4 separate regions of the Mus musculus genome follow, and all the other regions are linked to region 1. Evidence: chromatin contacts called from public Hi-C, HiChIP or PLAC-seq and promoter capture Hi-C data. All regions are on one chromosome and are shown on one strand. Each heading gives the region's core, a stretch centred on a gene start, on an enhancer-like site or on the middle of the called end of the contact. The rest is flanking DNA. Distances are from core to core; before and after follow the strand shown. Region 1 holds the start of B4galnt3 (beta-1,4-N-acetyl-galactosaminyl transferase 3). Region 2 holds the start of Lrtm2 (leucine-rich repeats and transmembrane domains 2). Region 3 overlaps Wnt5b (wingless-type MMTV integration site family, member 5B). Region 4 overlaps Erc1 (ELKS/RAB6-interacting/CAST family member 1).

The links. Promoter capture Hi-C pulls out the DNA fragments that hold promoters and counts their contacts. A called contact is a pair of places that touch in the nucleus more often than the background predicts. HiChIP or PLAC-seq counts read pairs in DNA pulled down with a chosen protein or histone mark.
Region 2: a contact with region 1 is called in a promoter capture Hi-C map of pre-B cells. The contact joins the promoter of Lrtm2 here to the promoter of B4galnt3 in region 1. A contact is called at or near these places in 3 of 39 promoter capture datasets (the 3T3-L1 cell line, liver and pre-B cells) and 1 of 9 other capture datasets (adipose tissue).
Region 3: an H3K27ac HiChIP or PLAC-seq map of embryonic stem cells shows a contact between it and region 1, with 5 times the contacts expected there. The contact joins the enhancer-like site here to the promoter of B4galnt3 in region 1. A contact is called at or near these places in 4 of 39 promoter capture datasets (HPC-7-derived erythroid cells, embryonic stem cells, hematopoietic stem and progenitor cells and 1 more), 1 of 15 datasets of contacts at CTCF or cohesin (large pre-B cells), 6 of 115 datasets of contacts at active chromatin or transcription factors (embryonic limb bud, embryonic stem cells and neural tube) and 1 of 9 other capture datasets (embryonic stem cells).
Region 4: a Hi-C map of olfactory sensory neurons shows a contact between it and region 1, with 3 times the contacts expected there. The contact joins the enhancer-like site here to the promoter of B4galnt3 in region 1. A contact is called at or near these places in 18 of 39 promoter capture datasets (the 3T3-L1 cell line, 3T3-L1-derived adipocytes, the C10 cell line and 12 more), 1 of 15 datasets of contacts at CTCF or cohesin (large pre-B cells), 28 of 484 Hi-C or Micro-C datasets (B cells, the Ba/F3 cell line, CD4 T cells and 22 more), 9 of 115 datasets of contacts at active chromatin or transcription factors (astrocytes, bone marrow-derived dendritic cells, embryonic forebrain and 5 more) and 4 of 9 other capture datasets (adipose tissue, embryonic stem cells, liver and 1 more).

Annotation. Positions count from the first base shown.
Region 1 is chr6:120,291,894-120,298,770 of GRCm38.p6, reverse strand. It overlaps B4galnt3 (beta-1,4-N-acetyl-galactosaminyl transferase 3), which reads left to right and starts at 3,874. Exons shown (of 20, transcript NM_198884.2): 1 at 3,874-4,380. The coding sequence starts at 4,212.
Region 2 is chr6:119,326,836-119,333,712 of GRCm38.p6, reverse strand. Lrtm2 (leucine-rich repeats and transmembrane domains 2) reads left to right here and starts at 2,947. Exons shown (of 5, transcript NM_172492.3): 1 at 2,947-3,218. All of the region lies in intron 26 of Cacna2d4 (calcium channel, voltage-dependent, alpha 2/delta subunit 4), which reads right to left.
Region 3 is chr6:119,440,447-119,447,323 of GRCm38.p6, reverse strand. Wnt5b (wingless-type MMTV integration site family, member 5B) reads left to right here. Exons shown (of 5, transcript NM_009525.3): 3 at 742-989; 4 at 6,750-6,877. Among named protein-coding and RNA genes, the nearest start is that of Gm40397, 23 kb to the left of the region's middle. Within about 2 kb of position 3,628, at least 61 of the 459 cell types and tissues checked have an H3K27ac peak or open chromatin away from gene starts, as enhancers often do.
Region 4 is chr6:119,780,213-119,787,089 of GRCm38.p6, reverse strand. Erc1 (ELKS/RAB6-interacting/CAST family member 1) reads left to right here. Exons shown (of 21, transcript NM_053204.2): 5 at 3,627-3,701. Among named protein-coding and RNA genes, the nearest start is that of Erc1, 64 kb to the left of the region's middle. Within about 2 kb of position 4,414, at least 17 of the 459 cell types and tissues checked have an H3K27ac peak or open chromatin away from gene starts, as enhancers often do. A contact at or near this core is called in Th17 cells and olfactory sensory neurons, where this site is marked.

The sequences.
Region 1 (6,877 bases), core at 2,625-5,124:
AGAGATGGCTCAGAGGTTAAGAGGACTGACTGCTTTTCCGGAGGTCCTGAGTTCAATTCCCAGCAACCACATGGTGGCTCACAACCATCAATAATGAGATCTGACCTCCTCTTCTGGAGTGTCTGAAGATAGCTACAGTGTACTTACATATATAATAAATACATTAAAAAAAAAAGAGTTAGGGTATTGCTAAGTTTGCTGAGGCTGCCTTTGAACTCAGTCTGTAGTCCAGACAGGTCTTGAACTTGAGATTCTCCTGTTGTAGCTTCCTTCCTATCTGGTGTCTGCACCGTTAGCCTTGTTAATCCTGCACATATTCCTCCATGGACATGGTAAGTAGCCATCACTTTTCCTGCCTAGTATGACAAACTGTGTAAGGTCACAGACACAGGGCTTTGGCAGAGCTCCTGCTTTTTACTTCTTCATCCAGATGGAAGGGCCTGACCATACTGGAAAGGAAGAGAAGTGGACAAGGAGGGTCCAGTTCTGGTGCTGTGATGTGCATGTATAGTGCCAGCTAGTGGGGAGGCTAGGCAGGCGGATCATTTGAGTCCAGCCTGACATACTGAAACCCTGCTGCAAACAGTAACCACAAGAGCAATCAATTCAGTAAGGGTTCTGCCTGTTCCTGGGAACGACTCCAGAGAAGCAAACTCTGCAGAATTATTCGTAGATAACGGATTCAGGGAAACACGGATGGAAATCAAGATGTCCTCACTAGATGACTGACAGGTGGTACTGATGAGCGAGGCCAGGGAGAGAAAGGATGAGAAGCAGAACGTGTCTGGATGAGTTGCAGATGTGCTGCTGCGAGAGTGCTCAGAGTTTCCAGGGTGAATTTGTTTCTCCAGGGGAACGTCCAGGAAAGCAGCATGTGCCGAGGAGGGGAAGGCAATGGACCTCAGGGCTCGGGATGCGGCTCAGGGCAAAGCACTTGCAAAGTCCTGGGTTCTGCTCATGGATTACCTATACAACATTTAATATTTAATATTTCTGAGCCCATTTCTTTTATCTGCAAAATGAATCAGTGAACCCTACCGCTTCTGTATAAATGACTCGTGCGAGTTGAGAACAAAAATCAAGCTTTGCCAAGATGAATAGCAAAATTGCTTGCTTACTTACTTACTTATTTTGGGTGATGGGGACTTGAGACAGGCTCTTTTATATAGCCCAGGCTGGCTTCAAATTCACTACGTAGCCTAGGATGACTTTAAATTTCTGGTTCTCCAGCTGGGCGGTGGTGGCGCATGCCTTTAATCCCAGCACTTGGGAGGCAGAGGCAGGTGGATTTCTCAGTTCGAGGCCAGCCTGGTCTAAAGAGTGAGTTCCAGGACAGCCAGTACTACACAGAGAAACCCTGTCTCAAAAAAACAAAAACAAAAACAAACAAAACAATTTCTGGTCCTCTTGCCTTCATTCCTGGAGTGCTGGAGTTACAGGTGAGTTGTGTGGTCCTGGGGTCTGAACCTAAGCCTTTGTGAAGGATAGGTTAGCATTCTACCAACAGAGCTACAACTCTAGCCTGGTGCTTAGTGTTTCTCCATGTAGTAGAATAATAATTGTTCTTCAGGGGCTGGAGAGATGGCTCTGTGGTTAAGAGTACTGGTTGTTCTTCCAGGGCACCTCAGTTTAATTCCTAGCATCTGCATGGTGGATAACAACTGTCTGTAATTCCATATTGCTCTCTTCTGACCTCTGAGGTACACACAGGGTATATATACATGCAGACAAAAACTTTCATATACATAAAGTAAAATAAGTCTAAAAGATGTCTATTTTTAAAAGTATTGTTCTGCGTAGAACATTGCTGCTCTATGCACCTTTTTATTCCTTTTTAAAAGAATTAATGTTTTAGGGCTGGAGAGATGGCTCAGAGGTTAAGAGCCCTGGATGCTTTTCCAGAGATCCTGGGTTCAATTCCCAGCAACCACATGGTGGCTCACAACCATCTATAATGAAATCTGGTGCCCTCTTCTGGCAAGCAGGCATACATGCAGGCAGACTACTGTCTGCATAATAAATAAATAGATCTTTTTTTTTAAAAATTACTTTTTTAGAGTTTAGTATACCAAATGTTGAGTTTTCTTTTTCTTTTTTTTAAAGATTTATTCATTATTATACGTAAGTACACTGTAGCTGTCTTTAGACACCCCAGAAGAGGGTGTCAGATCTCATTATGGATGGTTGTGAGCCACCATGTGGTTGCTGGGATTTGAACTCAGAACCTTTGGATGAGCAGTCAGTGCTCGTAACAGCTGAGCCATCTCTCCAGTTCCCGAGTTTTCTTATGGTAGTTTTACACACATGCGCATGCATGCGCACACTCACACACTTCATTATGTTCTTGTTCAGCCCTCTCCCACACAGCCTTTTCATCACTTCTTACCCCTCTGTTACTGACTGCCTTCCTCCCTCAGGTTCCTTCTGTTATCATGTAATGTGTATTCTATCAGTCTCTTTCCCCTCTTCCTCTTCTCTTAAGGATTTTTTTGAGATGGGGGCGCGTATACATGCGGCTGCACTCACCTACACTGGAAATCAAAACCAAGGCTTTGTGTATGCTAAACATTTCTCCTACAATTGGTATGTACGCCAGATCACTCTTCTCTTCTGCAGTCTCTACCCCTAGATTTCTTTTGTCTCTGTGCTGACCTTGGCTGACTTTAAAAAGCTTGCCTTGACCTTTCTTTCAAAGCTTCTATAATCATAAAAGAAGACCTTTTATGTGGCATGAGAGTTGGGAGAAAAGAAGAGACTCGGAAGGAAATAGCGCGAATCCACCTGTGGTACGGGCAGCTTAAGGAAGATGTGCCTCTCCTTTTCATTTTTTCTTTCTTTTTAAAATATTTTATTTCTCAAATGTACATGTGTGCCTCTTTGTGTGGGTATATTCATGTGAGTGGAGGCTGGAGCAGAAGCTAGAAGAGGAAGTTGGAATTAATGGGTTTGGGGAACCCACCTCAGGCCCTGAAGAAGAGCATCATACACTCTTTTCTCTTTTCTTTTTTTGAGATTTATTTGTTTATGCGTACGTACACTGTAACTGTCTTCAGACGCACCAGAAGAGGGCATCAGATCCCATTACAGATGGCTGAGGGCCACCATGTGGTTGCTGGGAATTGAACTCAGGACCCCTGGAAGATGCTTAATCACTGAGCCATCTCATCTCTCCAGACCCAGACCATGCACTCTTAATAGATGAGCCATCTCTACAGTTCTGCCAGACCCCCTTTCCATTTCCCTAGTTCTTTCATGGTTCTGGGATGGAACCCAGGGCCTCCTGAATGCTAAGCATTTGGTCTGCTCTTGAGTGGCCCCTCCATTTTTTTTTTTTTTTTAATCTCCAACAATCTTTCACCCAAAACACCTAAAACTGGAGAAACTCCTTGTAAAGGCTCCCCTGGTGCCTTTCAGTTGTAGTTGCGCCAGGGAAAAAACGGTATTCAAATTTGACTTGGAAGACAGTTAAGATTGAATGAAGTGTCAGTTAATTGTGACTAGGGTCTTTCTAGGTAGAGAAAGGTCCTGAGGCCAAAGTCACAGAGGTCACTTAAAAAAAATGTGTCTCAGCCCCACAGCAAGCTTCGAAAGAGCGCCTTCGAATATCTTGACGGTGACTGGGTTTTCTTGGTTCACAGAGTCCATGTCTTAGCTCGCATCTTCTTTCAGTCCCATATCCCTCATCATCACCCCACACACCCTCCCACATAACTCCAAGCCGGTGAGTACGCCAGGGACCAGCTCTCTCTGGCCCCACCTCTCCCCTTCCCTCATTCTCTAGGGGGCGGGGCCCACCTGCGCCTGGGGGCGGGGCCAAGGCGTGGGCGGGACAGGTAGGGAGTAAGGTAATGCTCGGAGCTGAGAGAAAGCGCCCTAACTGCAGCAAGCAAGCGCAGGGGCCGGAGGGCAACTAGGAGAGCCTCCTGGGCAGAGCGCTGGAGTGAGAAAGAAGAGAGGGAGGGAGGTGGCGGGCCTGCGACGAGGAGAGGCGTGGAGCGGACACTTGGGGAGGAGGAGCCCGGCTCCGCGGCCGGAGAACGACCTGCGAGGCACCCGCGCAGCCCAGGATCACCCCAACGCGTCGAGCATGAGCAGTCGGCCCGCTGGAGAGCGACCCGGGGAGACTGGCTGTGCGCCGCGCTGAGCGGCGGAGCCGGGCCGGAACGACGGGTGGGTAGCGGGTGCTGGAGCGGCAGGCTGGGCGAAGCGCCATGGGGAGCCCCCGCGCCGCGTTGCTGATGCTGCTCCTGCGCCCGATCAAGCTGCTGAGGAGGCGCTTCCGGCTGCTGCTGCTGCTCGCCGTAGTATCGGTGGGACTCTGGACTCTGTATCTGGAGCTGGTGGCGTCGGCCCAGGCCGGCGGGAACCCCCTGAACCACAGTAAGTAGCGCCGGGGGGCGAGGAGGTGGCGGAGGTGGGCGGGCGCTCCGGGCGGGGACCCGCCTCTCCGAGCTGATTCCAGGTGCCGGCGCCGCCCCGCGCTTTCCTGGGGACCTGGGCTTGTCGAGGCCACTGTGGGTCGCTGATCCTGGCCTGCCCACTCAGGACAGAGTGGAGCCGGGACGCTCTCAGGACATCCGGAGCGCTGGTGGAGGATTGGGGCGCCTTCCACCGTGCGGGAGCCACAGCCTCGCGGGACAGAGCTGTTTGCGAGCGCGGGCTCTGGGGCTGCGGCGCACTCGGCCACACGCTGCGATCAGAGCCTCCCCAACTTTGCCCTCGGCTTGCTGGAGTGGTTGGCTCGCTGTTTCCCCTCCAGCCGAGCTTTCGGGGGTTCCTTTTCAAAAAGCACCTCCGAGAGAGACGCCTGGCCTTCCCGCCTTGCGTGCGCCTCTTTTTCCAAGAGTCCCACCTCCTGAATGCGTGGTTCTCTGCTGGTCCAGACTGCCTCCTCCAGTGTTTTCACACTCTCCGCAATACCCACAGATCTAACAAACTCCCCAGACCCCGCCCAAGGCGACCCTGCCATGAGTAAATTCCTACTTGTATTTTTATTTCATCAAAGCACTCAAGTTTCTGCTTAGGAAAAGGGGAGGAAATGGCCTATCCCCTCTTCAATGGATATGATTATTACCCACAGTGACTTTCAGTATACTTTTGATAGGCTTAATAAAATTAAAAGTCATCTAGTAGCCAGAAAGGAGTGGAGAAGTTTCGAGAAGGGTCAGGTGCTCTTCTCCAGCCTTGAGGGGGGGGGGTGTGGGGGGAAGTTCTACTTCATCTTCTCACTGGGTCTCACTTTCCTGCTTTAAGAAACTCAAAGACTACCCTCCTGGTAGATTTTTTTGGCCAACAGTTTTTCTCTTAGCTGGATGTGATGGTTTATCTTTTGTGGCTCAGAAGAAGAAATGAGTGTCCTAGTCAGTAACTAAGCAGGATCGGTTTGGAGATGTACTCTTATAGCCCTACCTCTCTATGGCTGTGGACACAATTCTGGCTGTGAACTAGAAGATGCTGTTACAAGGGATCAAGCTATGGCTGTAGCTAGAGATCAAGAGGCAAGAGGAATCCTGCCTACATGGTCTCCAGGGTCCCTCTCAGTTGGGCTGTGGAGATTGTATGGCCTCTGACACTTGAACATTTCCAACGTGAGAGAGCCCCTACTTGGGGGAAGACCGAGGACGGTTGCACTCAGCCACAAGCATGTAGTCTTACAAAGAAGTCTTCCTTGCCTTGACCCCACTCTTCCTCCTCAGGTTTTGTTGCAGGTAGCTGAATTTTCTTGGAGTGTGTAACGGTGGGAGGTGTGGATTCATCTTCCTTGGAAGGCCTTTGCCAGCCTGGTTAGTGGGATAGTCTACATAAAATAGACAGGGAAGCAGTCGCTTTGTGATCCTGAAGTCAGTGGCTGCCTTTGCTCCTTTTCGCCTGTCCTCTGCCGCAGGTGTCACGAGTCTCTTCTGAGACCAGGTCCAGGTGGCCAGAATAATAATAAGTTGCACTCTGGCTCTGGGTCTCTGGATCCTGCCGCCTTCTTCATACCAGACTTGTGGCCTTTTTAAGTTTTTATTTAAAAAATTATTTCTTTTTCCAAACCGACCCTTCTCCAAAAATGTGTTCTCAGTGTCTTATTCCAAAATTGACTTAGTGTTCCTTGTGGTTTCTTTCTTTCTTTTTGAGACAGCCACTCATTCTGTATCCCAGGCTGCAGCAACTTGCAGGCTGGGCTTGACTTCAAAATCTTCCTTCCTCAGTCTCTCGAGTGCAGGAGGATTATGGGGAATGCCACACATAGCCTGTCTTCCTTGTGATATCTGTCTGTCTGTCTGTCTCTGGTTTTTCTTGTTTAAAAAGGTTTATTTATTATTATTATTATATATAAGTACACTGTAGGTGTCTTCAGACACACCAGAAGAGGGTGTCAGATCTCAATACAGATGGTTGTGAGCCACCATGTGGTTGCTGGGACTTGAACTCAGGACCTTCGGAAGAACAGTCAGTGCTCTTACCCACTGAACTATCTCTCCAGCCCCTCTCTCTGGTTTTTCAAGACAGGGTGTACTTTGCCTGTCCTGGGACTCACCCTATAGACCAGGCTGGCCTTGAACTAAGAAATCCACCTGCCTTTGCCTCTCAAGTGCTGGGATTAACAGTGGGCGCCATCATGCCCAGTTTTGCTTGTGATTTCTAACAAGAGCCTAAAGATCACTGAGGATCAGTTTCCTCTTCTTAGATTCCTAGGATCCTGAGGTCCATCCACTGGGAAATGTGTCCTGATCCTGCCTTGATTTCCTTATGGGGTGGGATTTAGAGTGTGGCTGTATTTGTTCCCATTATTTTTCTTTTCTTTTCTTTGGCTTTTTTTTCAGGACAAGGTTTTTCTGTTTATTTCTGGCTATCCTGGAACTCTAAGCCAAGCTGGCAATGAGCTCAGAGA
Region 2 (6,877 bases), core at 1,698-4,197, 960 kb after region 1:
TCTTCCTCTCTCTCTTCCTCACCTCCTCTCCCTTCCTCTCTCCCCTTTCCCCCATCCCTCCCCCTCACCCCTCCCCCTTTCTCTCACTGCTGTTTTGTTTTCTAAGTGAGGAGATTTGTTTATGTGGCTGATGTCTCACTGCATGGAGTGGGGTTCACAGAGGGCAAGCAGGCTGCGCTCTGACTCTAGACCTAGAGTCACATTGTCACATAACAGGGCTCAGTAAATGTTTCTTGGGCTAAGTAAATAAATGTGTCAGCACTTGACTGGGAGGCGAGTTCATGGGTGACCTCACTTCCCAGACCTTCCCAGACTCCTCCTCCCCTCTGGAGCACCATTTCATTAGTCACAGTGACCTGCCACCTAAGAGATTTATCTCTGTGCCCCAAGCCCTTTAGCAAACCACTGGGAAATGAGAGATTTAAGTGAGAAACAAAGTGGACCTTCCTTCCTTCTGGTAAGAAGGGCAAGGTGCTGAGACAGAAGTGGGAAGGGAGCACGGGCACAAGAATCTCCAGCCAGGGATCTGCCCTGCCAGAGGCTCGTATTCCCAGGCTCTGGTCCTGTCCCAGCACACCCACAGACGGGGAGCTCAGCCTTCAGCCAGCATCCCTGTCCTTTTGCTGTGGTAGACTCTAGGGACCAGAGGCTCTTGGCACATTCACCGAAGTGCCTGGGAGGACAGACAATCTTCCTGAGTCACCTCGGGCTACCTGTTGTGTGGCTGCATCTGCCCACAATGTTTGATGAGGAGTCGCGGGGTTGGAAGCCTTGCTGAGTGGCTTTCCTGGGATCGTTAAGAGAGCTTTCTTTATGGTTGGGTCTGATTGGTCCCCATCTTAGACCTTGACCTTAGTTTTGAGGAACCTGCCAGGTGAAGGGTAAGTCTCGGATGTCTACCCACCTGCCACAGCTTACCTGAGTCCTTCCCCTGCCCTTGTCCTTCCTGTCCCAGCTGTCTTCCCATCCTTCGGTCCCTCCACAGGGACCTCCTGTGTTTTCCTCTGGGCTCATAGCCTGACAGAACACCTCAGTAAGACCACAGGCAGCTGGGGGCCTTAACAGGGTATTCACCCCTGATCTCTGGTGCTACTTTGTGATCAGGGATGGCACTCAAAGCAAAGCACACACAAACCAGTACAGCAACACACACACACACACACACACACACACACACACACACACACACACACACAAACACACATCAGGGATGGCACTCAAACAAAGCAAAGCACACACAAACCAGTACAGGAACACACACACACACACACACACACACACACACACACACACACACACACACACACACATCTGGAGCACCAATTTTCCCCTGCTGGCCTCTGCACCTGTGTTGATCCTTCTTGGCCTATGATTGGCTAAACAGGGACTGTGAGGGAGGGGCCTGATTTGTGCAGCTGATAGCAGTGGCCTGGAAGGTACTCAGGGAGTGCCAGCATCCTAGGATTCCTGGGTGGAGGCAATTTCAGAGCTCAACCCACCTGCTTATTCTGTAAGTTGAGAACTCAGCACGGGGTAACTGCTCAGCTGCTAACTACTTGAGAAGCAAAAGCATAGATTTAACCAACAGGAGGGCATAGAGCTGTGGGTGATAGGGAAAGGTAAGGCAAGTTACCCCCAAACAGCTCACAATACAGGACAAAAAGCTACCACACGGACTCCTCTGTGATCAGAACTATAAAGTGGTACAGAGAAAAAAAATCCCTGTAGAGGGATGTTGGGTGTTGCTGTTAATTTTACTTATATGGTGTGTGTGTGTGTGTGTGTGTGTGTGTGTGTGTGTGTGTGTGTGTCCATCCCAAGGACAGCCTGTGGGAGTCTCTTATCTCCATGTGGGTTCTCGGGGTTGACCCCAGGCTATTAGGCTTGACAGCAAGTGCTGCTACCTGCTAGGAGAGCCATCTTGCCCCCACCCCCACCTTCCAGAGCTGAGTTTTTAAGGCAGGGATAGATCACTATGCACAGAGATCACCGTGCTCCTGAAGGGTCTGTTTTGCTGAGGCAGGAGCTGGGAGAGTGTTAGGGTAGTGGCTGGTTGCCTTGTTGAAAGGGCAGGCACAGGGAACTTCAGAGAGGATGGGGACTCTCTCAGCTCTGCTGGATTGCAGTCCTGAATCAAGGCGCGCCCAGCCCTGCATATAACATAGAGAAAGGACCCTGAGATACATATTCATGCTGTGTTACCTACAAGCTAGATCATCTGCTGAACAGGCAGGATGTAAAGGAATGAGGCCTGTTTCAGGCTGCAGGCTGGGAAGTCCAGCTTCTCTTCTGGCTTAGCCTCTGGCTCAGCCCCGCATTGGAAGGAACACTCTTTATGCCAGTGAATGGCAATGTGTTAGACTTGCTCTGTCTTGATTGGGAGAGAGGTCTTAGACCACCAAGGCCAGCTCCTTCAGTTCCCCGTGTGCACAGAGGCACATGGTCTCTGCTTGTTGTTCCTTCAGGTTGCAGCTGCGTGCTCTGACACCTCTCTCTCCCAAATAGTCCTGGCCAAGGGTGGTCACATCTACAGACTCAGCCCCTTGTCTAAAGGGCTTTCTGTTGCCTTGGCATCTCTGAGGACCCTCAGCGTTCCTCTTGTAAGAGGAACTCAGCCTTTAAGGAGCTGGTTTTTCCTTATCAGAACTGGGGTCTGACACAGGAGACAGACCTAGTGTTCCGGCAGGTCTAAGATCCAAGACAGTCAGCGGGGCTGTGTTTTGGGTCCTGTACCCCTTGGAAGGTCCTGCCTTCTAGACAGCCAGAGATGGCCGCTCCTGGGAGGTGAGAGGAGATAAGGGTACCTGTAGTACCTGTAGTCTGGGGCAGCGGAGATTCACCCACAAACGCTCTCCTGCTGCCACAGAGCTTCGGAGGCCGGTGCGCGCGCCCGCCATCGCAGATGCGCCCCAGCTGTCACTCCGCTGCGCGCTCTCCTCCCTCTGCTTGCTTGCTGTTGAGCACGCGCGCTCTGATCCTTCTACCTCTCCCCCTCTTCGGTCTGTCTTCCTCCCGCCCTCCCTCTTTCGCTTCAGTTTGTCGCTGACCCCGCAGCCCCCTCCCCGGCAGCGGCAGCTCAGCCTGCGGGTCCGCCTCCTTCACAGGCGCTGCCCAGTCTCCCGCTGCCCTGAACCAGACCGGACATCCCTGCGTTCTGCCTGCCAAGCTGCCCGTGTGTCCGGCTACCTGGTCTGAGCATCAGGTCCCGGTGCAAAAAGGTGAGTTGTGAGCGGCTTCTGGGAGAGAATGGGGTTGGCGCAAAGGGCTTGGGTATGGGAACTAGGGACCACCTGTCCCTGCACGATGATCAGGGCTTTCTTCCCAGGGCAGTTGCTGAGGTGGGGTGGGGGAACCACTTAGGACCAGATAACCTGGGCAACCCAAAGGTACAGAGCATTAGGAACTCTGACTCCTTAGTGCTGGGGACATAGCGGTGTATTCTGCTAAGGAGGGGGTATGGAGGAGGGGACAGGGAGGAGAGCAGTGCTGGTGCCACATGATGGCCCCGGGTAGCATGGAAATGTCCCTGCAGCGGGAGGAGCGGCAGCTATGGGAGGGGGAGACAGCTTGGGTGTTGGAAACAGGCTGGCATTCTGAGAGGCCTGAGTGAGGGTGGAGGGTGGAGGACCCACTGAGTGAGGAGGCGCAGGCTGGACCTTTATACCAGTTGCTCTTGCTGGCCTTGCTGGCCCCGAGGTAGCTGTCCTTGAACAAGGGTGCAAAGGAGCCCTTCCTAGTTGGAATAGTCTTTGCAGTCCTGATAGAGCCTCCTTGGTGGGGGTGTGGCTGGGAGTGAAGGAGGGGTGTCTGGTAGTTCTTCCTTACAAACCCAGGCCTTGATTTTTAGCACACTAGATGGCCAAACAAACCAGGAGCCCGAGATGCTTAGGTGGTCCACCACTGCATAATGCCCTTTGCAGCAGGTGGGTCAGATGCCTTCCAAGCCCCGGGTGCTTAGTGTAGGGGGCAGCGTACAGCGAGGTCACATTCACCTGCTGCCTGGCTCATATGGGCATGGATGGCCAACTCGGAGCAGGACACTGCTTCTCAGGAGCCCCAGGCCCATTTCATAACGCTGAATTCTGCCCAGGAATCTGCAGTTCAAATTCCTGTATGGCCGGCAGGTCTGGGACTGGGCTCTGATTGGTTGCTCTGCCTCCCACCCCCAGCTGTCTGCATTCCAGGGTGGTGGTGGGGATGTTGGCACCAGGCTGCCAGGGTTTGTTGGGCATTGCCTTGTGTGACTCAGATTGACAGGCCCACAGCTTAGATAACTACAGCAGGTGGGGGGAGGGGAAGGAGCCAGCATGTGGCGCTGGGCGGGGGAAGTCCAGCTGGTAGGGAAATCCAACATCAGCTTCCAAGCTGCCAAGAAGAGCCCAGCGCTCCCACCCCCACCTTCCCACTGCAGGAGGGCTCCGGCTCTGCCAGAAGAGGGAGACAGGAAAACCAGGCAGGACAGGCAAAGAGACGGGCTTCTTAAGCCACCCCCCCCCCCAGCTGTGTTCTTTGAGGTTTGGCTAGAGGATGTGTCTGCGCTCAGGACAAGCTTACCCTAGTCTCATTTTCCAAGTGCCAAGACCCAGAGTCAGGGTCTTGCTTTAGTCAGGTGGGTGGCAAAGGAAGGCGCTGGAATGGGTGATTGTGTGTGTGTGTGTGTGTGTGTGTGTGTGTGTGTGTGTGTGTGTGGCTGGGAAGAGCGGGGAGCCAGGATGAGGCTTGGGTGTGGAGTGAGTGATCTTCCTTGGCACCTGCCCAGGGAGGCAGTTGAATGGTGGGAGCCTCCCGGGTCCTCAATGGCTTCTTCAGCGGCACAGAGCAACCCCGTGTGTGTTGGGTTTCCTTCCTACTCTGCTTTCCAAGGTTTCTTTCTGTCAGAGACAGGAAGAATTTCACAAGGAAAGTGGCTCAAGAAGCTGGCGGGGATAAGACAGCGTACTGAGAGGAACCTGGAGGAAGGGCGTGTGGCTGGTCCAAGCAGAATGAGAGGAACCTGGAGGAAGGGCGTGTGGCTGGTCCAAGCAGAATGAGAGGAATTTGGAGGAAGGGCGTGTGGCTGGTCCAAGCAGAAGGGGTTTAGAAACTGCTTCACAGCGCAGCATGTGCTTAGGGGTGACTGACAGGGGGCAGAGGTGGGGGCATTTACTAGAAGGGAGGGCCTCATGGCCAGACAAGTGACAGCAGCTCAGGGGACATTTCAGTTTCCCGTGTTCCGGGCTACCAGGAATTCCAATTGCCTAGACCAGATGTCCAGACTCCCTGGAAGTCCTCTAAGATGGGACAAGATGACTCGCAGGCCACTCGCTAGCCTAGCCTTGAGATTCCTTGAAGAATAAATCGGGTAGACCATGCAAGCCCTTTCTGCTTCCCCTCTGTAGGTGTATAGAGCTGGGGGCAAGGAGGGGAGGATGCAGGAGACCTCCTGGGAAGATAGACACAGCATGGGGGCCCAGGAATCAGGAGCGGAGGACACTCCCTGATGCATGTTGCAAACACTTGATTTGAGGGTGCTAAGAAGGAATCATGTGGATCCCAGGCCTGGGGTGAGGTGGTTTTTTTTTTGGTGTTTAGCTGAGTGTGAGCCCAGATCATGGGGAGAGTAGGCCTCCATCTGTGGGAGAAACTGGAGGGCAGGTGTACTCTGTCATTCTAGCCTCAATGTTCTGCAAGCCTGGCTGGCTGCTCCAAGCTGGGGGAGGGGGCAGCTCCCACACCCTCTCAGTAGTGGGTACAGCAGCCATTGGGTCAGCAGGACCACGTGGAAGCTCCAGCTGCCCCCTGCTCCTGCCTCACCTGTCTGCTGCGCCAATCCTCCACTCCCCAACTGCCTCACCGCATCCCCCAGGTCCCAGCCCGGAGAGGTTTGCTGGATTTCTTCCAACCTATGGGTAGGATGGGGACAGGGCTGGTTCTTGGCTCAGATGTGATGAGGAGATGGATGCCTTATAAACTGTAAAGTTCTATATGGATGGGGGGCTATGTCTCTGTTTCTGAATCAACCTTTACATGAGGGGTAGGGCTGAGGCAGGAACTTGTGAGGGCAACTGAGTCAAAAATTTTGTGGACAGAAAACAGGTACAGGTCCAATTGACGACATTCTTCCATTTTCCTAACCTTTTCCATGCCTCAGTTTCCCTATGATGTTGCTAAAGACACCTTACTGAACTGTATGAGGATGAAGAACGTAGCATTGTGTAGCTCTCTGTCTGTGGCTGTTAGCATCTCCCCATGTTAAAAGCTTGTATGAGGCCCTCGGGTTGGTGCCCTTGTCTTGGCCTGACTTAGGCAAGGTTAGTTAAGGTTCTGGGTGAGCTCTAGACTCATTTTTCCTTAAAATCTGCCATTTCCTGTCGCAGCTTCTCTAGGCTAACTGTATGCAGCCCATGCTGTCCCCACTTGCCTGACCTAGAGTTATACCAGCATGGCTTTCTGGGTAGCTGTTAGGCCCTGGCTCAATCTGCTGGCCTGTACTTCTCAATCTTGAATATGTCCCCAAATTGCCTGGGATTTTGTTGTCTGTGCGGCACTTGAGATTTAGCATTTCTGAAGGGTTCCAGGCTAGCTGATCTGATTAGCCCATCGGAGTCAAAACTGTAGGTTTCTGGTTTGGGAGGTTCAAAGGTTGGTCAGTCCTAGCTTATCAACCCCGTTCTCCAACCTGAGTCCAGGGATCATGCTGAGCCCAGCCTTGTCCCTTTGGTCTGTTTCTGGGGATAAGGTAAAATACAGGTTAGTTCTGGGTGCAGGTCCTGCAGATGAAGGTGGGGTGGGGGTGGGGAGTGGGGAAGGGGTGAAGACAGTTTCTTTCCCTCAAGTAGGACCTCCAACTCCATTCTGCCTCCCACTCCCACAGAGTGTTAATTTATTCCAGCAGTTG
Region 3 (6,877 bases), core at 2,379-4,878, 850 kb after region 1:
CCCTCTTTGTGTTTTCAAGGCCACTGTGTTGGCTAAGCAGACGTGGAAGTGGCCCAGTCTGTGTCCGACTTGTGCTTGTATTCAGATGGCAAATCTGCAGTCCTTCATCTAATTTAGCCCTTCATTTGCAGTATGTGCCAGAAGGTGAGCAAAAGTAGCCCCCGGGCCGATGGGCAGACCTGGGATATACAGAGAGATGGGGAGAAGAACAATTTAGGGTGCATGGTTGTGTGTGTGTGTGTGGTAGAATCTATCTTAAGGCATTAGGAGATCTGCATTAAAGGAATAGAGTACCTTCCCTCATGCGCCCTGTACTTGGCTACACTCAGTATTCCCCCTCCTTCAGCAGTGTCTGTACCCCCTACTGATGATGGGAGTCCCTCTCGCTGCCCTGCCCAGCCTCCTCTGCCCACCTTCACCTTTTAAGACAGTTCAGATTTTTGTTGTGTTGTGTTTTGTTGCTTTTTTGAGACAGGGTCTCACTGGCTGTCCTGAAACTCACTCTGTAGATCAGGCTAGCCTCAAACTCACAGAGATCTGCCTGCCTCTGCATCCCATGTGCTGGAAACAAAGGCGTGCAAAACCACACTCTGCTCTGGGCTCAAGTTCTCTTCCAAATCCTTAGTCCAGAGCCTTGTTTATGGAGAACGTCGCAGAGGGGGTGGAGGAGTCGGTAATACTGTGCGCACCCATGAGTGCATTCACAGCCGTGCCCTCTCTCTTTCTGGATTGATGTTGTAGGTCACTAGCTCTGAACCCAGTGCAGAGACCGGAGATGTTCATCATTGGCGCTCAGCCCGTGTGCAGCCAACTTCCTGGGCTTTCCCCAGGCCAGAGAAAGCTGTGTCAGTTGTATCAGGAGCACATGTCCTACATCGGGGAGGGAGCCAAGACGGGCATCAGAGAGTGCCAACACCAGTTTCGACAGAGGCGCTGGAACTGCAGCACCGTGGACAACACATCTGTCTTTGGCAGAGTTATGCAGATAGGTAAGAGGCCTCTGGACCTGTGTCTTCCTGCCTGGTGCATCGATAGATAGCCTGATAGCATGAACGAAAGCCCACACTGCATTCTTCCTAGGCTTGGAAGCATCCTGTTAGACAGGAGAGGGAGCCCCAGGAGGCTCTGCGTTTCCCTACCTCAAATCCTGGGGCTGTCTGTGACTCACTCTGAGAAGGAATGGAAAGGCTGAGTAAGGAGGAAGTTGGTTAGAAACCTGCCTGCCATGGCTGCCTTTGTCTCTCAGTGCTAGAAGGGCCCCTTTAAAAAAGTCAGAGGTGGAGGTGGAGGGAGAATATCCCAAATTGTATATTTAACATCTTTTTTACTTGAGCCCTTGAGCAAAAGGTGAAAGCTTGAGGCCAGGTTGGTAATAGCTGCCATTAACCAGGCCCAGCTCCAGGCCAGGCTTTCTGCCTTGAAAAGGGATGTGAGTACTAGTGCTAGAGGAGGAAGGTGAGAGGTAAGAGGACCACTGTGGGGGAGGGGTCCCTCCTCCTCCCTGTCCCAGCTGGTGAGATCATGGCTGTCCTATTGCCCAGATGGAGGTGTGAGTTGAGTCTAATTGTCTTAGGTCCTTTTGAAATGCAATTCTCCCCTCCCTGGCAAGAAATTGAGAAACCAGGCTGGGTTCTTATCTCCAGGACCATAAAAGGAAGGTGTTGGTAGTCTTGTCTCCCAAATTGTCCCTGGGCAGTGCCCCACTACTCTGCATTCTGGAGGTAGCTTCAGATAGGGCCTTCCCAAAGTAGGATTCCAGAAAGGTTGTTTAGGGTAGGGGATGGGTAGAGATTTTGACGTATTCTATTAGGACCCTGACACACAGATCTTTCCCTAGGCTCAAACTGAAAAATGAAAACAAGGGGTGTCTGCTTTGAACCCTGCCATTGCCTTTGGGATCAGCCCTGGCTATGAAGAAGGCATGAGCCAGTGTTCCGGGATGCCCTGAGGGGCAGTTTCCCCAGAAAAGCTGACTTGGGGTTTGGTGGATTTACTTAGCAATTCTTCAGGGATTCTCTTCACACACATCCCTCTCCTTGGCACAGTACCTATCCTGCTTAAGCAGTTTTGAGTAAGACCATGAGACTGGTCCAGGTGGGGCATAGCATCCTTCTTGGCCTGTTTCCCGTTATTCAAGGAATGAATGCTGGACAGACAGGCTAGCAAGATGACTCTGTCTGAAAACTTGCTTGCCCTGCCAGCGTGAGGACCCAATTTGATCTCCAGCACCCACACAAAAGGCACGAAGACCTAAATTCAGTCCCCAGCACTCACATAGAGAGACGGTGCGGTGATGCATGCTTGTAATCCCAACATTGGAGACGCAGAGACAGGTTGGCAGCCCACCCAGCTAAATCTGCGAGCCCCAGGTCCTTGTCTCAGAAAATAAGGAGGGCAGCTTCTGAGGAACAGCACACAGTGGGGTGAGGCAGTGTGGTGGGGAGCTGTACTGGGTGAATTCAAGATTGCCAACACCTTCTTTTTATTGTCTCGGAATAAGACCCAGTAGAATAGGGACTGGTTTGTCAAGGACTTCTGACTTCCACTGAGGGAATGTACATGCATCCACATGCATTGCACACACCTGAACATGCACAGTGGGGGGTGGGTGGTAGATACTGCTGAGTCTGATTGCATAGTGGATGGCTTGTTCAGGGCAGGGCTATTGGTCCATCTGGTTTTCGCCACTCTTAGTTGTTGTTGTTGTGTTTGTTTCTCTTTGTTTATTGTTTTAAGACAGAGTCTCTCTACACAACCCTGCATGTCCTGGAGATTTCTCTGTAGACCAGGCTGGGCTTGAACTCACAGAGATCTGCCTACCTCAGCCTCTCTAGTACTGGGATTAAAGGCATGTATCACATGCCCTGACTCCCACTTCTTTTTCTATAGCTTCCCTGAAGCCTCTCTATGTCTGAGAAGCCATGTCCTGGGGTAGCTCCTGCTAGGATCCTGGTGTCAAAAGGGCTTCCTTCTTCTGAAAGCTGCAGCACAAGTCATCCACCAGCAGAGGGCAGCAGAGCAGCTCAGAAGAGCAGCCTGGCTTCCAAAGCCTCTGCCCAGTGCTATGGCTTGCTAGCTTCATATCTTTGAGATGGTTTGGTTTTTCCTTTCATGTGTGACTGTTTCACGTCCAGATACCCTCCAAACACCCAACGCACACACACACACACACACACACACACAGAGTTTATCTAACCTGCAGTGGGGAACTGGTCCTTGCAGGAGATTTCTATGCAAGAATCTCTTTACCCCCCCACCCCCCCCCCCCAAAAGAATCTCTTACCCAAGACCCACGTGCTGCCCTGTGCAGTTGGCGCTGCACCCTCAGAGTCTGGCCACGCCCCTCCAGCAGAGGCAGAGCTGGTCCAGTGTGCTGAAGGACACTTTCAGATCCCAAGTCACCGGAAGTCAGTGTGTGGCACCTGGTTTATTATATTTAGAGACGGGCACATGGTTTCAAAAGGTATTTGGGGAGGGCTGATTAACTCAGAAGCACATTTACTAAAGACGGGTGGAAGAAATAAGTCAGGCATATGCGAGTTGGGAACGGAACACGTAAAAGGCATGTTTCTTGTTTTCAAACACTGGAGAGCTGACAAATGGAAGGGGATTAGGCAGAGCTGCTCCAGCAGGCAGAAGTTAGTTACAAGGAGGCGTATTTTGGTTTCATGTGAGGAGGAACTTTCTAGTGATAGAATCGTGGGGGAAAGAGAGAGAATGAATGATGAATGAGCTGCCCTGAGAGGCCAGCGCTTTCCTGAGGAGCACTAGGAGCCGAATTGCGTGGAGAAGGGAAAGAGACCCAGTGCTGGGGGTCTGCGGCTCCACCCTGCTCCAGGTGGCATGTTGGGAGCTGAGAGCATTTCTGAAAGGCTTTATAGAAATGACTCACTTCTTTTGGTATAGCATTGGAAATGTAAATGAGCTAAATACCTAATAAAAAATGAAAAAAAAAAAAAAAAAAAGAAATGACTCCCTTAGAGTACGGCCCAGCCTGCTTCCTTAAGAGCATATAATGGGCTGCAGAGATGGCTCAGCGGTTAAGAGCAGTGACTGCTCTTCCAGGGGTCCTGAGTTCAAGTCCCAGCAACCACATGGTGGCTCGCAAACATCTGTAATGGGATTCAGTGCCCTCTTCTGGTGCGTCTGAAGACAGCTACAATGTACTCATAGTAAATAAATCAATAAATCAATAAATCAATAAATCTGAAGACAGCTACAATGTACTCATAATAAACAAACAAACAAACAAACAAATCTTTAAAAAGAAAAAAGGAAGAAAGAACACATAAAGCTCTTTCAGAGGACCCAATTTCAGTTCCCAGCTCCTACATTAGGCTGACCTTTAACTACCTATAACTCCAGCTCCAGGAGATCCAGCGCCCTCTTCTGGCCTCTGGAGGCACTGCACACACATGCATATTTCCCTAAAAAGACATAAATAAATATATAATTAAAAAAAAAAAGTCAGCCGGGCGTGGTGGTGCACGCCTTTAATCCCAGCACTAGGGAGGCAGAGGCAGGGGGATTTCTGAGTTCGAGGCCAGCCTGGTCTACAAAGTGAGCTCCAGGACAGCCAGGGCTATACAGAGAAACCCTGTCTCGAAAAAACAAAAAAACAAAACAAAAACAAAAACAAAAAACAATGAATGTGGGGATACTAAATAGTCCAAGAAGCTCTTTCAAAGCAAAATGACATTTTGTTTGTTTTGTTTTTTTTGTTTTTTCGAGACAGGGTTTCTCTGTATACTGTATAGCCCTGGCTGTCCTGGAGCTCACTTTGTAGACCAGGCTGGCCTCGAACTCAGAAATCCCCCTGCCTCTGCCTCCCTAGTGCTGGGATTAAAGGCGTGCGCCACCACGCCCGGCTCCCACATTCATTGTTACAGTCAGCACCAAGGCAAGGGTCAACCGTAGCAGCTAGATCACAGTGGAGCCTCCGACTACTAGTTAGAGGTTTCGTGGGCTGCTCCTGTTAACAAAAGACCAGAGTGGATTTGCTGTTAGTTGTGAAAAGCAGTGTGGTCTGATTTCTGACATCACTGTGTGGTGCCATGGTAATCAAGAAGTAGAGCTCACTCCAGTCCTTTCCTTTAAGACTCAGTTTATTGTTTACTTGTGTGTGTGTGTGTGTGTGTGTGTGCCTATTTATGTGTGTCCAGAAGCTAGAGGGAGTCATTGGATCGATCCTCTGGGGCTGGAGTCACGGGAGGTCGTGAGTCACCAGACACGGGTGCTGGGAAACAAACTCTAGCCTTCCCCAAGAGCAGCAAATACACTTAACTGTGGAGCCTCCCCCCCTACCCCACCCCCAGCCTTCAGACCTTGTAATTCTGTCTGTCCATCCTCTGGGACAGCCTATGGTGTCTCCTTCCCATTGTAGAAGCATGGGACAGTCACAGACGGAAGACAGAAGATTCTACCTGGTACAATAACAAATGCAGGAGATGGCTGTGACCTGCCAACAACAACTGCTTCCTCAATATCTGATCCCACTCAAGTGTCTTTGTTATGTTAAAACAGCTTTAAGGGATACCATTCATTGTCGTATACAATTCACCACTTAAAAGCACACAGGTCAGTGGTCTTCAGGGTATTTGCTGGATGTACAACTGCGATCACTAATTCCAGGGCATTTGTATTGACCCTTAGCTGTCACTGTCCAACCCCTGGCTCCAGCCCTAGGCTACAGCTAATGTCTCTGTGGATTTTTCCCATTCTGGACATTCTCTATAATGGGATCAAGCAATACATGGCCTCTTCACTTGATGTAGGTATTTAAAGGTTTATCCACAGCATGGAATATATTAGTACTTCATCCCTGTTCTGTTAGTATTTCATGTATTGTGTTTAGCCATCCCCTGATGGATAATTGAGTTCTGTCTGTCTGTCTGTCTGTCCCTCTATCTCCCTCTCTCTTTGGCTATTACGAATCATGCTGCCATGAGCATCCACTGGGGACCATTTAGACACATATCTTTGTTTCCGTTGGGGGTATTTGTAGGAGTGGAATTTCTGGGTCACCTGGGAACTCTGTTAATTTCCAGAGCATCTGCAGCCAATAACATTCCCATATGCAGTGCAGCAGGGCATGCACCATGAGAGGCTTTAAGTAGATTTCTGTAGCAATAAAAAGGAGCAAAGTTGGGACTCCGTATACAAGATGACCAGTAGCTGGCACTTCAGGTGTGGCTCCCTGATGCTCATGAATTGGGAGGCAGTAATGAAGCCCAAGGAAGAGGGAGGACTATTCTAGACAATGTTGTATAGTTCACTTTCTATTCCTGGCCTCTGCCAAGGCCCTACTAGACATTGGCAGCCAATGAAAAGGACAGACACACAGATGTGTAGCTTATGGGCAGGAGAAAAATGATATCTGAAGGGGAAGCTGCTGTTGCTTGGGTGCAGAGTTGTTCTATTAATCTCATAATTTCTTCAGTCTCCTTCAGTTAGTTCCAAGTGGTCCAGGAAGCCCGTTCTCCCTGTACTTACAACCTCTTCCTAGGAGTGGATGTATCATGTACATAGAGAGAGTATGGGCCAAACCTGGCGAGTGTCACAGAGCAGACAGAGCTAGCAGGGACCAGGATCAGCCCACAGCACAGGGTTTCTAAGCCTCGGCGCCGTGGGAAGAGCAGGAATCCCCCAGGACACCTGTTCCCACAGGGCGAGCCACAGCCAAGCAGAGGGAAGGGAAGGCCGTCAGCAGAGGACAGTGACGGGCTTACCATCTATTGTCCCCGCTGCAGGTAGCCGAGAGACTGCCTTCACGTATGCAGTGAGCGCCGCTGGCGTGGTGAATGCCATCAGCCGAGCCTGCAGAGAGGGTGAGCTGTCCACCTGTGGCTGCAGCCGTGCTGCGAGGCCCAAGGACCTG
Region 4 (6,877 bases), core at 3,165-5,664, 510 kb after region 1:
ATAGATTTTAGTCTTATTGGCTGATGAAAATTGTCTATAATTAGTGTAGTTCATTTTATGTTTATATAATCAAAAATCTCACACTTATTTGTGGAGCAAACATCCTCAGAAGTCTCTACTATAAACTCAAGTGAGCAGCTTGTGTACACTTGGGGACCATAGCTTCTGAACAAGCTACAGCTAGTGAGTTTGCTTTAATGCTGGTGGGAGACTAATCTGGACTGAATGATGTTTTTAGTGGTGGAATGGAAGAAAACAGATGAGTTCAATAGATTCTAAAACTTAAGATATAATATAGAGAGTGCTGTGGGTCAGGACTGGAGATGTCGCTCAGTGGGAGACCCGTTGCTTGCCACATGCAACCCTAGGACCTCAGAATAACAGTGTAAATAGTTGTGTAGCTTAAAGAATTATGAAATATGCTCCCTTCTAATCCCCATCACCCAAATATAGAGAGGGAACTTTAATGCCCATCATCGTCAGAGACTCTCTTGTTCCACTAAGAACAACTGTGATCTTGGCTTTTATGATCACTCATTTGCTTTTGACTAAACTTACCGTATCTCTATTCCTAATATTAAAACATTATCACATTTATGTATCAGTATCAATTAATGGCAATACATATCATGGCTTGGCTTCATCTGATTTTCTTTTGTTTTAATTAAATTTTTGATACTCCTTTTTTCCCCTTTAAATTTGCATTGGTATTTTGACTGTATGTTTGTCTGTGTGACAGTGTTGGATACTCTGGAACTGGAGTTAGAGACAGTTGTGAGCTGTCATTTGGGTGCTGAGAATTGAATCAGGTCCTCAGGAAGAGCAAGCAGTCAGTGCTCCTCATTTCTGAATGATCTCCTCAGCCTTCCCCTTTAAAATTCTAATGAATTACTTTTTGGAGACTGTTTTGTCTTGGTGTTGAATTCACTGTATACTGGAGGGTAGACTTAACTTTTAATCTTCCTCTATCACTTCCAGTTTTATGTAGTTCTAGGAATCTATCACCCAGCTGAGAACTACCTATGGTGTTGTGCACACTAGTCAAGTACACTACCAAGTGACCTGGGTTTTCAGCTCTGTTTTTCAAGAGTACTCTTTAAAGTTTTAATTATAGATTTTTATCTTCCATAAGCTACTTTTTAGCTTACGGGCTAGAATAATAATTCCATTATATTTGTAATTTCTGTGCACATATTGACTTACTACATACACACATACACACACAGAGAGACAGACAGAGAGAGAAGGAGGGAAGGAGGGAGAGGGAGAAAATAATTTAAAAAAAGAGGTTGCAAGCAGGACAGTGTTTTAGTTAGAGAAGACATTAGAACTTGGACACCCATATCGACTTCTCCATTATTTCTATCCTATATAACAAATTACAGTTACCAAACACACAAGGCAAGGAGTCAAGCTTATTACAGGAGATAGGCATTCATTTATTCTTTACTTCATCAAATAATTTAAAACACTATCCTAGCATGGTAATTTTACCCCTCCTTTCTTTAGTGTGTATCTATTAACTGCATGGACTTTTTGTCTAAACATAGTGATACCATCACAGCGAATCCACTTAAAACATTTAAGAGACATTTGAGTTGGGAACAGATGGAGGTAAAGTGCTCAGTGGCATGGGAGATGGGACAGAGTTCAGCAGCCCAGTATATTTGGGGAACAGCTAGGTGTCCAGTGTGACTGAAGTAAAGTGACTGAGGGAAGCGGGAAGACACAAAGTGTGACACTCTCTCAAGAAGACATGTCACATGGGGAGCCTCACAGGGTTTTGAGTGTGGAGGGAGGAGATGACCTGGGTTTTAAAGGAGTGTATTGAGAAGATGCAGTAGGGGAAGCAAACTGTAGGAACTTGTAACGAGAAGTGTGGGGTTTTAGATGGCTCATGTTAGGTAGGAGTATTAAAAATGTACAAAAGAGTTTTTGGATTTGGATGTTTTGAAGGTACATATAAGTAGATTTCCTGACTTCGGTTTAGTGGAGACTGGAAGGTATGAATGGCTTCATGTGTGATACAAGTTTAGGATGCTGCTGAAGTCTGATCTTGAAAAATAGCTTTTGAAATGTTTGATAAGTACGTAAGTATGATATCCAGTTAAATACTTAAGGCTGAAGTTGGTTGTAGCAGTGTATATTAATTAAGATTGAGTCTGTCTTCCCTTAAATGTTTGAGCCAGAATTTTTTCGGGTTGTGAGGTTTTTGGGAGTTTGGAATATTTTCATAGACATTAGCAGTTGACCATTCTGTTCTAAAAGTAAAATCAGAGATGCTCTAAAAAAAAAAAAAAAAAAAAAAAAAGAAAGAAAGAAAAAAATGAATATAGTATGAAAACACTTTTAAAAGAGCTTTTCTTTCTGTAAGAATTTTTTAATTATTTATTTTTATTTCATGTGTATTGGTGTTATGCCTGCATGTGTGTTTGTGTGAGGATGTTTGATCTCCTGGAACTGAAGTTACAGAGCTCACAACTCTGCCATGTGAGACCTGGGAGTTGAATGCAGGTCTTCTTGAAAAGCCGGTTGAACTCTTAATTGCTGGTCCATCTCTCCAGTCCTGTTCTGTAAGAATTTAAGAAAAGTTGATCAGTGAGCTTCCTGGTCAGGCAACAGTGAGTAAATTAGGAGAAAGAAATAACCAAAATATTATATTATGGTCTTTTTCATAGCTTATAGGTTTGTATATAGCCTCTTAGTATAGAGGTATTTTCTCAGTTGAGGCTCCTATTTCTCTAATGATCCTTTCTTATGTCAAGTTGCCATAACTTGTGCCAACTAGTCAGCACAAGTGACCCCTTGTCAATGTGATGCACAAACACATCACTACTAAGCTACAACCTTTACTTTTTCATTTATTCCCAAGATCACATATTAATAAAGACATCACGGCACAACACGTGTTATAGACTTAAAGAGTTCCACAGCCTTACAAATTCAAACATGTTAAAAGTTTAGTTTCTTTACAATATCCCGTCTCTTTTAGAAAGAATTCTGGGACTAAAGACATGTGCCTTTAACATGCAACGTTTTCTGATTTTGAACTACATAGAAACTTGTCCAACAGACTTTTTCTGCCTCCCTGGATCCCCACTGGAGGTTTTCATCATAGGTAACTAGGTGGTTGTTACTCTGGAGGTAAATGCTGTAGAGAAGATGTTGTCAACAGAGGTAATTTCAACACCTCTATGCAGTGCACGCTGGTTATAGTGGCCTTTATCTCTTCTTTTTAAAAGGATCTTTCCTATCCACCCCTCCTCTTTTTAGATCATTTGTATTTTTGGTTTCAAGTCTTACTGATATATCAATCTATATGGTAGATTTTACTATTGCAGTAGTAGTTGTTATTACTGTGTCTAATTTTAAATAGCTAGTTAGAGCCAGGGATCCTCCAGGATGTATGCTGAATCAGTCTAGATTCCCTGGTCCACCAGTAAGGTTTTTGACAAAAGACGTGGTGGCACATATCTTTAATTTCCAGCACTTGGTCTGGTGGATTTGCGTGAGTTTAAGACCAGTCAGGTATACATAGTGAGCTCCAGGCTAGCCAGAGCTGCAAATTAAAGCCCAAAGGCATGAGAATTAAAGGCAGCCACTGACTCTCTTCCGCTTTTATTTAGGAGATGCACCGGAGATTTGAAAATGCCCCTGATTCTGCCAAGACAAAAGCCTTGCAAACTGTTATTGAAATGAAGGTAAGTGGGAATCTCATGAAGAATCTTGGAGTCACCTTTTACTCTTAACGGTTAGACACTCCGTGCATGTGTAGAAGGGGTAACAGTACTTTGCTCAGTTGGGAGTCTGAGAGGAAACTGTAATTGTTTCCTTTATCAGTTCAAATGTCAACACATTGGAAAGATTCTCATGTCTAGTGGACTCCAGAAGTGAAAAATAGTAATAAGTTAGGAATCTCCAGGAGTTATAAGAGTTTGCTGTCTGAGTTAAATTCTTTTGATTTAAAGTTTAGCAGATATTTTATCAGGTATAGGATATGAAGCAAGTTCCTAACCTCTTTATACCTCAGATCTTGAAAGAAAGAAAGAAAGAAAGAAAGAAAGAAAGAAAGAAAGAAAGAAAGAAAGAAAGGAAGGAAGGAAGAAAGTAAGTTTAACATGTAAAATGTTTAGAGCAGGACCTTGCACATAGTAAACAGTTGATGTCAGGTGGTGTTGCTAGTGTTTTTATTAGACACATGGTATTCTGATTTCCTTTATTGTGACAGTTCAGCTTACAGTTTCACATTATGGTTCACCATTGCAGGGAAGTAGTAGAGGCAGGAGCTTGAGACAGCTAGTCATATAGTCTCACAGCCAGGGGCAGAGAGAAGCAGCTGTAGTCTTGCTGCCTACTGGATGACTCTCACTTAGCTTTCTTCTGCCTTGTACAGTTCAGAGCTCAGTTCATGACCTGGAGCCACCCACATTAAGGGTGAGGCTCCACCCCACCTCAGTTACTGCAGTCACAACAGTCCCTGCACAGACATGTTCAAATGCCAGGCTGATGATGTACATAATTGCTCATTGAGACTCTTCCAGGTGACTTCTTGGTTGTGGCCAGTTGGTATTTAAAAGTAACCGCCATCCATGGTCCTCCTTTCCTCTCCCTGTGCCCTAGGCTGAGTTTGAACATGCGGTCTTCCTGTCTTACCTTCCCAGTGCTAGGATTATAGGCATGTGCTACATTACCTGATTTATGTTTTTTCTCATAAAAGCCCATTTAAATAGAACTTATCCTCTACTTTCTTTAATTTCTTTAGAGGCTAGAAGAGGCTTGATTTGTATTATACCTCCTGCCTCTTTTGATGTGTGTGTGTGTGTGTGTGTGTGTGTGTGTGTGTGTGTGTGTGTGTGTGTGTTTTGAGGCAAAGTCTCATTCTGTAGCCTTAGCTAGCAACAACTAAATTTGGCTTGCAGTGATAAAACTTTGCTCAAATTATGTATATTTTTTTCAGTGGGTTAAGGATTTATCAAACAAAGTTTAAATTACTAGTTTATGGGTTCTTTGGAATTAAATAATTACAAGGTTGAATATAATCTTACAGGAGGCCTTTAGAATGGCTTAATTTTATGGCTTTCCCTTAGTCACACAGTATAGGTTTGTTTGTGCATGTTACTTCCTCATCCCTGTTGATGCCTAAGGATAAAACATGAACTCATGTGTAGCTTTTTTCCTTCTCTTCTTCTCACAGATCAGGGGTGTGTGATTTTGTTAATTGGCAGTATGTATATTTTAAGTTTTGCAGGCTTATATTGTAAAATGAGATTCTGTCAACCAGGGTCAAGTGGATGGTGCATTGGTTACTTTTCTCATTGCTATAACAACACACCCGGCAAAGGTGACTTAATAAAAGATGGGTTTATTTTGGATCATGGCTTGAGTGTGTAGATGAGGCAGTGAGCACGTGAGGCATCTGGTTACGCTGTTCACAGTTAGGAAGCAGAGAGAGGTGAGTATTGGCTCCATTTGCATCTCCTTTTTAATTTAGTTCTGGACCCTCGCCCATGGGTTGGTGCTGCTCTTGTTCAGGGTTGGCCTTCACCTTAACCACCTCCCTGGATATGCACGCCCTCACAGACACCTCCAGAAGTGTGCTTTCCAGGTGGTTGGAAGCTGCTCTCTGGCCTTACAAAATGAGATTGTTCAGGGTAACTAGATCTGTAAGGAAAGTCAAGTTTTGCTTGGGAAAGGAGACAACCTTTGGAATTGGAAATGTGGTAAATATCTCAAGGTGTAGATCCTCGAGCGCCCTGTAGGAGTGGCTGACAGTGAAGGGGGAAAGTGGAAGGGAATGCACTGACCTGCATTTTTTCACATAGACGTGCAGAAGCTGACTGGGAGAGCTGTCCTCACAAAACCTCTTGGTACCACTTGAGCTTGTACTAACAATAACTAGTTGTTCAACCTGATTTCAGAGAGTAAATGGGTAGATCTTCCCCTGGACAGGCCATGTTTGCCTTGAAGTTTTCACAGCTTGCAGTAATGGGCTTTTCTAGAAAGAAGTTTTTGTGCTGTGTGTTTGATAGTGGGTTGATTTTGTCCTGTGTTGTTGGTATTGGTGGAGAAGAAGTAAGGCTTTGGGTAAAGGCCTTGTAGAAGTTGTACAGGTCGTCTACAGTGGATGGACAGAGCTAGGGCTTTTACTCTGCATCTCTGTTGTCTTTTGTGGATCAAAGCTGTGCTAGAGATATGTTCCCTTTTCCTGTCTGCTCATTCCCTCTTGTTACTCTTGGATGTGGGTGTAGCAACAAAACTTACATTTGACTCTCAGCTATTTGTGTCTGGTGTTTTAGTCATTTTAAAGAGACCATGTCCTGATACTTGCAGAACATTTTATATTAATCTCAAAAGTGAATTTCAGATAGTACAATTGAAATGTAGGCTATGGGCGAGGCAAGGATACCTCTTTCCCCTCAGCTCCCCCAACTGGAAAATTGCTGGTTGAAGTTGTCTTGTGACAGATTCTTATGTTTTATCTTTCTGCTTCAGGAATTATAATAGCCAACACGGCCAACCAAGGTATCTTTGATGTAAAGTTACAAAGGAAGTCAGTTTTAAAATTCATCCCAAAATATTCTCTCTAAAGCTCCAAATAAAATAAACTTTTTAAAAGTTCCTATCTTTAAGGCAAATTAAGCATGTTCAATCACACATACAAAATTATTTTATGAAGACCTTTTGCTGTAATAATCACAATTGAAGTTAGTTGAGGATTATTCAGATGTCACAAATGAATCAAGAACTTAAGACTAGAAAAATGCAAGATATTTGTGGTAATAGTTTATAAGAAGAGTGATTGATTATTTAACTATATTTTGAGATAGGAGGGTATACTATATTGCCTAGGCTATCCCTGAACTCCTGGGATCAAGTA